Regions from separate parts of the Cricetulus griseus genome. Here region 1 is linked to region 2. Evidence: chromatin contacts called from public Hi-C data. All regions are on one chromosome and are shown on one strand. The core of a region is the stretch at or near the end of the contact, and the rest is flanking DNA. Distances in the headings are between cores, read along the strand shown.

Region 1 (4,763 bases), core at 574-3,073, 84 kb before region 2:
GGGAAATAAATACATAAAAAGAAACATCCTACTTAAGCTGTCCAGCATTATTTATAAGGTGGTCATTGACTACATGTTTTACTGACAATGATTTCTAAAGCATGAAGTATCTGCAACTTCAATACAAGATACTTGAAAAGTCCTATTCACTCTGGCCAATTCTAATTTTAAAAATGTCCCTGACATCCATCTATTCACTAATTAAACTTTGGAAGGATAAACTTAAATATGCATATATAAAGACTTCAGGGGAATGAGACTGGATTGGAAGAAAATCTAACTTTAATAGTTTGTCAACTAAGAAAATACATAGAAATTCCAAGACTAAGCTAGTGTTTTCCAAGAAAAAAAAATATTAAGATATCCGTTGTTTCCGGCTGTCTGGGCAGCATGTTAGAAATAAAGGCAGGAGACTTAAGATTGGAGGGATTTGCACAGACTAGTGTAGGGGAAGGCATCTTTTAAATTAGTGTGGTATAGTGAATAGGATGAAAAAGGCTGGCAACTGTCCTCAAAACCACTGATGTATCTGAGGATTAGAGATCAGAACAGGCGTCTTCCTCCACAAAGTATTTCAACCCAGAACATCAAAACTAAAGTCTTCTAAGTGACTACACAGAGCAAGTTGTAACTCCCTAAAAATTCCATTAATACAAAAACTACCACTTTAAAGCCAATTTAATCAACCACACGACCATCAGAAACAATTGCTTTAAATCAAACACATTCCTTTATACCTCGATGCCTCCTTTCGGCTTTCAATATACTGTCACAAAACGAACGTAAACGCTTAGTTTAGTTTCCAGGGTGCGTCCCTTCTCTTCCCTCTCGGCTTCCCTCCGTGGGCACAAGAACATTTTTTTTTAATTCAAACACACTGATACCTAGCACTCATAATCCACTCTTTTTGCAACCTGCTTAATTTTGAAAGTTCTAATAAGACGTGTTAACGTTAGAGACGAAAAACTACCTTATAAGGCTATAAAAGACGGAAAGCAGGAAGCGGCTTTGACAAAACTAAGGAAGTTGCAGCGCGCTTGCTCACTAAGGGACTTTTTTTGAGGCAAGAGCAATAACCCCATGAGATCCTCCTCGCTGGAACTGGAATGTGACTTGGTTCACTGGGTAGTGGGAGATGGCTAAGACCGGGTGTGGGGTAGAAAATAGGCGGCGCGTGGGTCCCCTGCAAAAGCCCCCATTCTAGCTTTCCATTTTCACAGCCCGGTTCGTCCCTCTCCCCACCCACACGCCCTAGAGATTGAGGGTTGTCACAACGATCTTGCAAAACCTGCAAGGGGCGCTTCTCTTTTTTTCCTTGATCCTATGTCTGGCGGTCCCCCGTGAGTCCCCAAGATCGCAGGCAGGAAAGGGAGAGAAGGGGAACACCAGGTGGGCCGGACGGCCTTCTCTGGAGGGAAGGGCCTGAAAAGATCTTCGTCCCAAGAGATTGAGACGATCCGACCAGGGAGGCTCCCGGCACCACCCCTTGCCAGTCTGGCAGGCTCACCCCATTCATCTCCCTCCTCCGGGCTGTCCCCAGGCTCAGTTTCCCCACCCAGAAGACCCTCCGTACCCCGTGCCACAGTCCACCACACAGGCCGGCAGCCGTCCCGCCATCTTCCTCCTCGCCCGCCGCCGCCGTCCGTTCCGTGCTGCTAGACGCCGGGTTTGGAGACGGGAGCTAGCTGACCATGCACTGGCCTGGGCCGCCCTCGGTCCTGAGGGAGGAAGGGAGGGAGCTGTGGGGAGCCCGTGCAGTAGCGAGTGAGCAGCAGGATAGTACTTCCGCAAGCCCGGCAGGCTGGCCGGCCGGCAGGCTGTCCCCGCCCTGCCCCGCCGTGGCCTCCTCCTCCACCCCTCCGCGCTCTCGGCCCTCCTCCTCCTCACTCCCGCCCCCACCCTACAACTTCTTCCCCTCAACACTGCCTTTCCGCGGGTAGCCAAGATGGCCGCCGCTGCCGACGCCCCGGCCAGGCCAGGCCCCAGGCCGCGATCGCTCCTACTTCCGGTTCCGGGTGGGAGGGGCGAGTGCGCATGCGCCGTGGTGTGCGGCCGCGCGGCCTCGGCTTCTCTCCGGACATCCAAACACTCCACTTCGGGTTTTCAGGTGGCTAGAAATCCAGAACCCAAGTTGAGCTTCAAGGTTTTTTTTGTTTTTTTGTTTTTTTTTTTCTGAAGCGGTAGCACATGCGCGGTGGCGTGCAGCCGTATTCCGCGACCCCGGTTCTGACTTCTTGCGAAAACTCCACTTCGCATTTTCCGTCCGGTGAAAGCCCAGAAGTCAGGCTGAGTTTCGAGTTCTGAAGCTGCCTTTTGGTGGTGGTGGTGGGTGTGTGGGTGTGTTCATTCTCTGCTAGCTTGAAGAATGAGCAGAAGCTTTCCTCTACTGCGGGGGAGAGGGGCTAATTGGAAATGTGGTCAGCAGCATGCCCTCTTTATCGCTGTAGCACATCTTAATGAGCAGTCAGGAAAGGGATGAACAAAGGTTTGTGTCCTGAGACTTATGTCACTTATAATACTACTTTGTAGGTTACAAGCACCCCAAGATGGTGGGCCTGTGCTTTTAAGAAAGGCAAGCGTCCAAGAGGTCTATTTAATATACTCTGCACAGGTTCACCAAAAAAAAAAAAAAAAAAAAATCCCCTTGGGATTCTAGAGAGTGTCTTCAAGGGAGGCAAGCACTGGACCAGCGACATGGCGCTTGCCACTAGACCTAGTATGATCCCTGGGGACGCACAGGGACAAATGAAAAGACCCCTGAATGTTGTTCTTTGATTTTTTCAAGTCCTTCTCCCGCCCATGAGTAAGTGTAAAACAATAAAAATTAAAAAGCAAGCTTCCCAGAGGTTATGTTCTACATAGCCTGCACAAATGACCCTTATTTGGGTTTTGGGCTGATGATAGACTTCCTACAAGAGTCGTAAGATTCTCTTGGGCCTTTGAGAAAGGCCAGCGTCCCAGAGGTTGTGTTCTACATAATAAATGGTGCAAGTGGCCTGTATTTGGGTTGTGGTATTGATGAACTTCCTTCTGTAGTACTGTTAGCATGATAACAACTTTTTTGTGGTGGAACGAAAAAGACAAAAGATATGTGTGTTTTATGTTATGGACTTAAAAAACAATAGTTTTAAAACGTGAATGCATCAGAGTAACATAGAAAGCTGAAAGTACGCTGCTGGGTCACATCTCCAGGGGATTCTGCAAAGACAGTGTGCAGTAGAACCTGAGCATTTACTTTGTCAAAACCAGGAACCTGGAAAGTTAATAGCTTTCCTTCGCAACAGGCTTTTATTTATTCTTTAACAACTCCATACATGCAAACAATGTGTCTTTTTTGTCTCTTTTATTTACTTAATTTTTTATAACATGATTTCTTTATTGATTCTTTGGGAATTTCACATCAGGCACCCCAGTTCCTCTCATTTCCCAGTCCCTCCATACCCATCCTTCACTTTTGCAGCATCCCCCCACAAAAGAAAACTTAAAAAACATTAAAACCAAACCAAATCAAACCAACTAACCAAACAACTACAAAAAAATAAAACTCACTTAGATCCTCCATCTTTCCTACCTCTCCAAGACCTCTTCATTCATCTTAGTGGCATTGGGGACTTGGGTGTGTCACACAATATACCCTTTTTGTCCTATCAGCTTTGCTTGCAAATGTTCATTGCAGTGAGACAATAAACAATGTATCTTGATCAAATTTACCCTGAACACTCTCTTCAGTTCCCCTGGGTACCCTAACATAATCTCCTCCTCCCTTCATGGCCTCTCTCCTTTTTTTTCTTTTCCATTTATTTTTTGTAACCCACTGGATCTAATCAGTTCAACTTGGTAGAATGCTAGCGGATCTTGGCTTGATCTTCATGACTGCTGTGTCAGGACTGCAAGGTCGATGTCATGTCCAAAAGACAGCTCAGTATTTCACTGTATTCCTCTCCATCTTCTGGCTCTTACATTCTTTACCGACCTCTTCCAAGATACTCCCTGAGCTTTGTGGAGGGATGAGAGTTGGTATAGATAGTTGTACCACTTAAGGCTAAGCACTTATTGTTAGCACTTTGACCAGATAGGAGTGTCTGCTGGCCACTGCAGAGAGAAACTTCTCTACCCAAGCTTGAGGACAGCACTAATCTATGTGTAGAAATACCAATATTTAGAAGGCAGTATTACAACAGTTCCATTTAGCAAGGCAACAGCAGTAGATTTCCTGCTAGGGCCTGTGACTTCCTGAGCCACTGGCTTTCAGACAGGTTTTCCATACCAGCCATAAATTCCCTTCTGCAGAGCAGGCCTCAACTCTGGACCAAAAGTGGTTGACTACGCCTATAACATCTGAGCCATTACTGCACCAGTGGGCATATTTTGAACAGGATAGTCTTTTATAAATTACCCTAGGTTTACTTATATGATACTATAATAAAAATATATTAAGAAAGGGTGTCTTATTAAATACAGAATATTATCAGGTGTTAACCTGACCTGAGGAATAAAATATTATTTTTCTTTTATTGTAATTAGTCATTTGACGGAAAAGTATTTCTCACCTGCTCCATATGGCAGAGACTGTACGACCCTGCATATAGTGGGGTACAGAATAGATAAGAGGTGTGATCTCAGAGTTCTACACATGAGAAGAGAAACAAGTTGTATTAAGAGCCTCAGAAAAGTGCTGAGGACTGAGAAACAGGTGAAGAGTTGGAGAACAGCAGATCAGTAGCACCTGGACAAAGCGAGTAGTTTAGCCACAGAGAGTAAGG
Region 2 (5,129 bases), core at 2,003-4,502:
AACAGGGGATATTGGGAAAGGAAGTACAAGAAATTCCCTATTCTATCTTTGTAACTATCCCATAAATCTAAAACTATCCCCAAATGAAAGGAGCCAGAGTCCAGGGTGACCCCTGGAACAAGCCACTCATTCTGGTGACTGTTTTCATCCCATCAGTTACACTCAAGACCTCACTTGAATGCACTTCCCTTCAGGGTCTCATCATTCCTAACAAAACCACCTGGAACACTCACTATGCTTTTTGATGAGTTCAAACTATGTATGAACTGCAGTGTTAATTTTTTACCTCTCTAGCTAAGGAGCTAGGGATGGTACTCAGTCAGTAGAGTGCTTGCTCAGCCTGAATGCAGCCCTGGGACCATCCCTGCCGCTGCATAAACTGAGCATAGTGGTGCATGCCTGTAATCCCAGTGTTTGAGAGTAGGAGGTGGGGGAATCATAATTTCTAGGTCATCTCAGCTACCTAGTGACTTTGGTGCTAGGCCCAGCTATGGGAGACCCAGTCTCACAAACAAACCAACCAAAACTTCCCTAGGACCACATTTCAACAGGTGCCCTGGGAACTGCTGTAACAATGTTAGTGTGTATTCTGAGACTGTTGCTTACAATATCTTCACTCTTCTAAAGGAATAACTCAATAGAATTATTAGAATAAATTTGTCAAAACTTATTACACTGCCACTACAATTATACATGTATGCCCTGTTTATAAAGTTTTGTGTGTGTATGTGTATGAGAGAGAGAGAGAGAGAGAGAGAGAGAGAGAGAGAGAGAGAGAGAGAACATGCATTCCACAAATGCATATGGTAGTTGGAGGTCATCTTTGTGGAATCACTTTTCTCTTCCCACTTACACAGGTTCTGGGGTTCGGAACTCTCCCAGACTGTAAGCCCAGCTCTGAAGACAGAAGTAGGAATAACTAGAGATGTAAGCTATCCCTATTTCCAATAACTGGGCCCCCCAAACTCAGCACCCCTTCCAGGCTCCTGAGAGTGGAATTACAGCTGTAAAATCTTATTGCTCTGGGTGATCTTTGGACAGGTGATGAGGTTAGAGATGCACCTTTGTGTGTGGAGTCTGTAGTCAAGGCCACTACACAGGAATTGTTATCCACCTCTGTAAAACAGAGGCAGGAGGAGGTTGCTGCAGATCCTGCAGGCACACTCAGAAATCATCATTGGGCATTTGGCTTTTGCCCAGGCTCATTAGAATTTCCCAGCATACTTTTGCCTTATTGACCATCACAGTAGGTATCTTGGGAGACAAGGGGAAAGAAAGCTAGTTTTTCATCATTCTGCTTTCCCCTGTAGTTTTCTTTCTAGATACAATGTATCTTTTTCTGGCTTGTAAAAGAAACACTGACAATGTAAATTCTTCTGAGGGTACATTTTGAAATATATGCACCTTTCCATGTATCAAACTTCTTACAGTGGCTTCCTTCTCACGTTGAGTGGGGTTTGAATAAACAGAACAGATACATTCCATCCTAGTTTGATGTAGTAAATTTAAAACTCTAAGGGGTGAAAAGTGTTATTAAAGTCTGCCTTTGTGCACACACATTGAGGTAAGACAAATTATCCCATATCACAATTTATTTGGGCTGAAGATTTAGCTCAGTTTGTAGAGTGCTTACTTAGTATGACTAAAAGTCTGGGTTTGATCCCAGCACCACATAAAACAGGCATAGAGTGTACATACCTGTAATTCCAGCATTTGGGAGATGGAGGAAGGTAGATCACAAGTTCAAGGTCATCCCCAGATACTTACTGAGATGGAGGGCAGCTTGGGCTACATGAGACTCTGCCAAAATAAATAAATAAACTAATTAATTAATTAAATATTTTCCCCTTTTTAGGAAAGCTTGCTATTATTGGCTTCAAAATGAAAACAGAATGTAACAATATGGGTGGACTGTTGTGAGGTATTTGTTTGTTTTGCAAACCTCTTTCTTATTTGGAGTTTTAAAATATAGTAAATAAAATCACAAAGGTAACTGTGGCTCCAGAACATTTAAGAAATTCCTTGGTCTGTGATGTCATTTCCATCCTTAAGTCCTTCCACTCATGGAGTTGGACACACCCAGAGGAGGTGAGATACCAAGTCTTCTTAATGCTTTCTACTCTTGGGGTGTGCTTAGATACCTGAAGTGGAAGGGATGGTCTGGATGGATGGGAACTTTCATACTCTACCCACATACGTCATCTGCTTAGAGAGGTGAAATGCCACCCAACACTTCCTATTACCCCAACCCTGAAGTCCTGCTCCATTATGTACTGTCTTTGGAAGATCTTCAATTTACTGTCCATTAGTAATTCATTCTCTTGTTACCATCCCCTCCCCCAGACTAAAACAAATTTCATGAAAACAGGACTCTTTCACAGAAAATAACCTGAAAAATAGTAAGAATTCAATGGTTATTTTTAATTTGCTTCCCCTCCTTCCCTTCCCCTCTTGTTTCTTCTCCCCCTCTTCCCTATTTCTCTCAGTTGTCCCAGCTAGTCTCCAGCAGGCTATGTAGCCCAGGATAATACTTCAGATCCTCCTCACTCTGTCTCCTGAGTGCTGAGTGTACAAGTATATGCTGCCACATCCAGCTTGTGCAGTGCTAGAGATGGAACCCAGGTAAAATGCTAGAGTATGTATTTTACCCACTAAGCCTTGTCCCCAGCTCCACTGAGTGGGTTTTTGATGAATGCATTAAGAATGAATAACTGAGTCCTTACTAAAGTAGTGTACAGAAGAATCTAAGGGAAGAAGTGGAGAGGAATAAGAAAGGGGGCTGTTGGGTGAGAGATCGGGAGGCCACTGCTTTCAGCTTCACCCTGGGTTGATGAAATGGATAACTTTGGGCAAGTTATTGCTTACCTAAAATGCTATCTAGGTTCTATGCTGTGGTTAAAGGGCTTGAACAGTGTGGTTTGTCCTCCTTTCCAGTTAGTTTGGATTCCAAGTTCTTACAAACTCAGTTGATGGAATACTAAGACATGGCATCTAAACTACAATGAGTGATGCCACGGTTTCTTTGAATGGAAACAGTCCATCTCCACAGAAGTAAGCAGCACATACAAGGCTGAGGGAGTAAGCAACCTGCAAATCTCAGGATGTTCCTTAAACCTACAAGATTCTCAAGGTTCTTTCCCTGGGTTATAAAGCCATTTTAGAATTGCTAGGAAGATGACTCTTGCACTTGTGGAGCTACCTGTAGCAAGTTGGACTATAGGTTCAGAGATGCAGCTTTTATGAATCATCACCCATGCTGGGGTTGGATGTGGCTGCCTTTGAGTCATCCAACCTCTGGGAGTAACCCTTCACCTATACTCCTGTAAGTAACCCCAACAAACTCACTGCTTTGCTAGACTTGTGTGATCTGCTGTGGTCACACACCACGGGTTATACCTTAGCATATATTTTAACCTAAAATATAAAATATATTATATTAATAACTATTCCAATTTTGGTTTATGTTCTAAGAGAGACACTACTTGGCAAATGACTGTGTGTGTGTGTGTGTGTGTGTGTGTGTGTGTGTGTGTGTGTGTGTGTGCTGAATATTTCCTGGGGACTTTCTTAAGTATTCTTATGCCTATATGCATAGTTTGAATAACCTCACATTATTCATTTACTATAATTAACAGGCTGCTTTTCTAAGGGAGGGTTGTTGTTGTTGGAATGGTATGAGCTGACAAGATTCACCATGAAAATTAAAGATGCCAAGTCTGTGACTCAGATTGCATACCATATCTGAAATCAGAATTACATTAGCTGAGCAGCCAGGGGAGAGAAACAGGCCCTATTGGGTACCTGCATGTAAACTTCATTATCACCTAAAGATATTAGAGACGAAGGGCAAGTTGAATCCTGCTTGCAGACAGGCTCAAGAGTGTTTATTTTGTTATTAGTTACTTTTCTTATTGCCAAACCAAACTTGCAGATAAAAGCATATTGAGGAAGGAGTTTGTTTTATTTAGGCTCACTTCAAGGGTACAGTCCACTGTGACAGGGAAGGCCTGATTGCAGTAGCGTGAGGCAGCTGGTCTCACTGCATCAACTATCAGGGAGCAGAGAGAGATAAATGCTGGTATTCGGCCCACTTTCTCACTTTATTCAATCCACGACCTCAGCCCATGGATGGTCTTGCCTATAGTTACGGTGGGTTTTCCCACTTGAGTTAACCAAATCTAGAAACTCCCTCACAGACACATCTGGAGGCTTATCTCCATGTGATTCTAGATTTGTCAACTTGACAATTTGTACTAACCATCATGATTTTGCCCTTAACTTGAAAGTTTAGGTAAATGAGACACTTGGAATTTGGAACTCCAGTTTTATATGGCCAGTAAGTGTGTTTCTAGGATGGGAAATAGAAATCAGGCTTGGCTAGTTCATTTAACCCATGGAATAATCATTCATTTCAGGGAAGACACAACACTTCAGATCAATGTTTTTCCAAATTTATTTGTAAGTTTGAAAACTATAAAATGTCAGATGTATGATTTTCATGTTAATTCATTCCACACGTGCATACATGCATGGGTACATGTGGACACACATATTCACACACAACTGGAATCAATGTCTTAGCATAATGTCTATTCCAACTCTGGTTAAGCAATCAGATATTTGTTCATTCCATGTCATAATTTGTTAGCTGTGAGTCACTCTTCTGGCTTCATGATTGTCTCTAATGGTGTGAAGGCAAAGCAAAACAACCACTTGTACAGTCTCAGGAGATTCCACAGGATATTATAGTTCCAATGGAGAGAGCACACTGGCCACAGAATTCTCTTCTTTTCAATTTATTTTTTATTTTTATTTATATGTATGTATTCGTGCATGTCACGTGTGTACAGATGTCCATGGAGGTGAGTATAGGGTGCCAGACCTCCTGAAGCTGGAGTTACGAACAACAGTGGTGGAGTTCTTTCCTAGTATGAACAAGGCCCTGGGTTCAATTCCTAGCCCTTAGATAAAAAGAAAAAATAGACATACATTTTGTGTTCTTTGGTAGACAGAAGCTTCTGAGCTAAGGCATCTAAACCACAAACAAGAGAAAAACCAGAGTTGATTAATGATAGAAATGTAAAAGTTTTGTTCTTTGAAGAACTTCTTAAGGAAAAGAGTAAGGAATC

The links. A called contact is a pair of places that touch in the nucleus more often than the background predicts.
Region 1: a Hi-C map of the CHO-K1 cell line shows a contact between it and region 2, with 3 times the contacts expected there. The contact joins the promoter of Actr3 here to the enhancer-like site in region 2. A contact is called at or near these places in 2 of 8 Hi-C or Micro-C datasets (the CHO-K1 cell line and fibroblasts).

Annotation. Positions count from the first base shown.
Region 1 is chr5:63,319,566-63,324,328 of CriGri-PICRH-1.0, reverse strand. It overlaps Actr3 (actin-related protein 3), which reads right to left and starts at 1,823. Exons shown (of 12, transcript XM_027417777.2): 1 at 1,574-1,823. The coding sequence starts at 1,617.
Region 2 is chr5:63,236,409-63,241,537 of CriGri-PICRH-1.0, reverse strand. No RefSeq gene overlaps it. Among named protein-coding and RNA genes, the nearest start is that of Slc35f5, 23 kb to the right of the region's middle. Within about 2 kb of position 3,252, at least 2 of the 6 cell types and tissues checked have open chromatin away from gene starts, as enhancers often do. A contact at or near this core is called in the CHO-K1 cell line and fibroblasts, where this site is marked.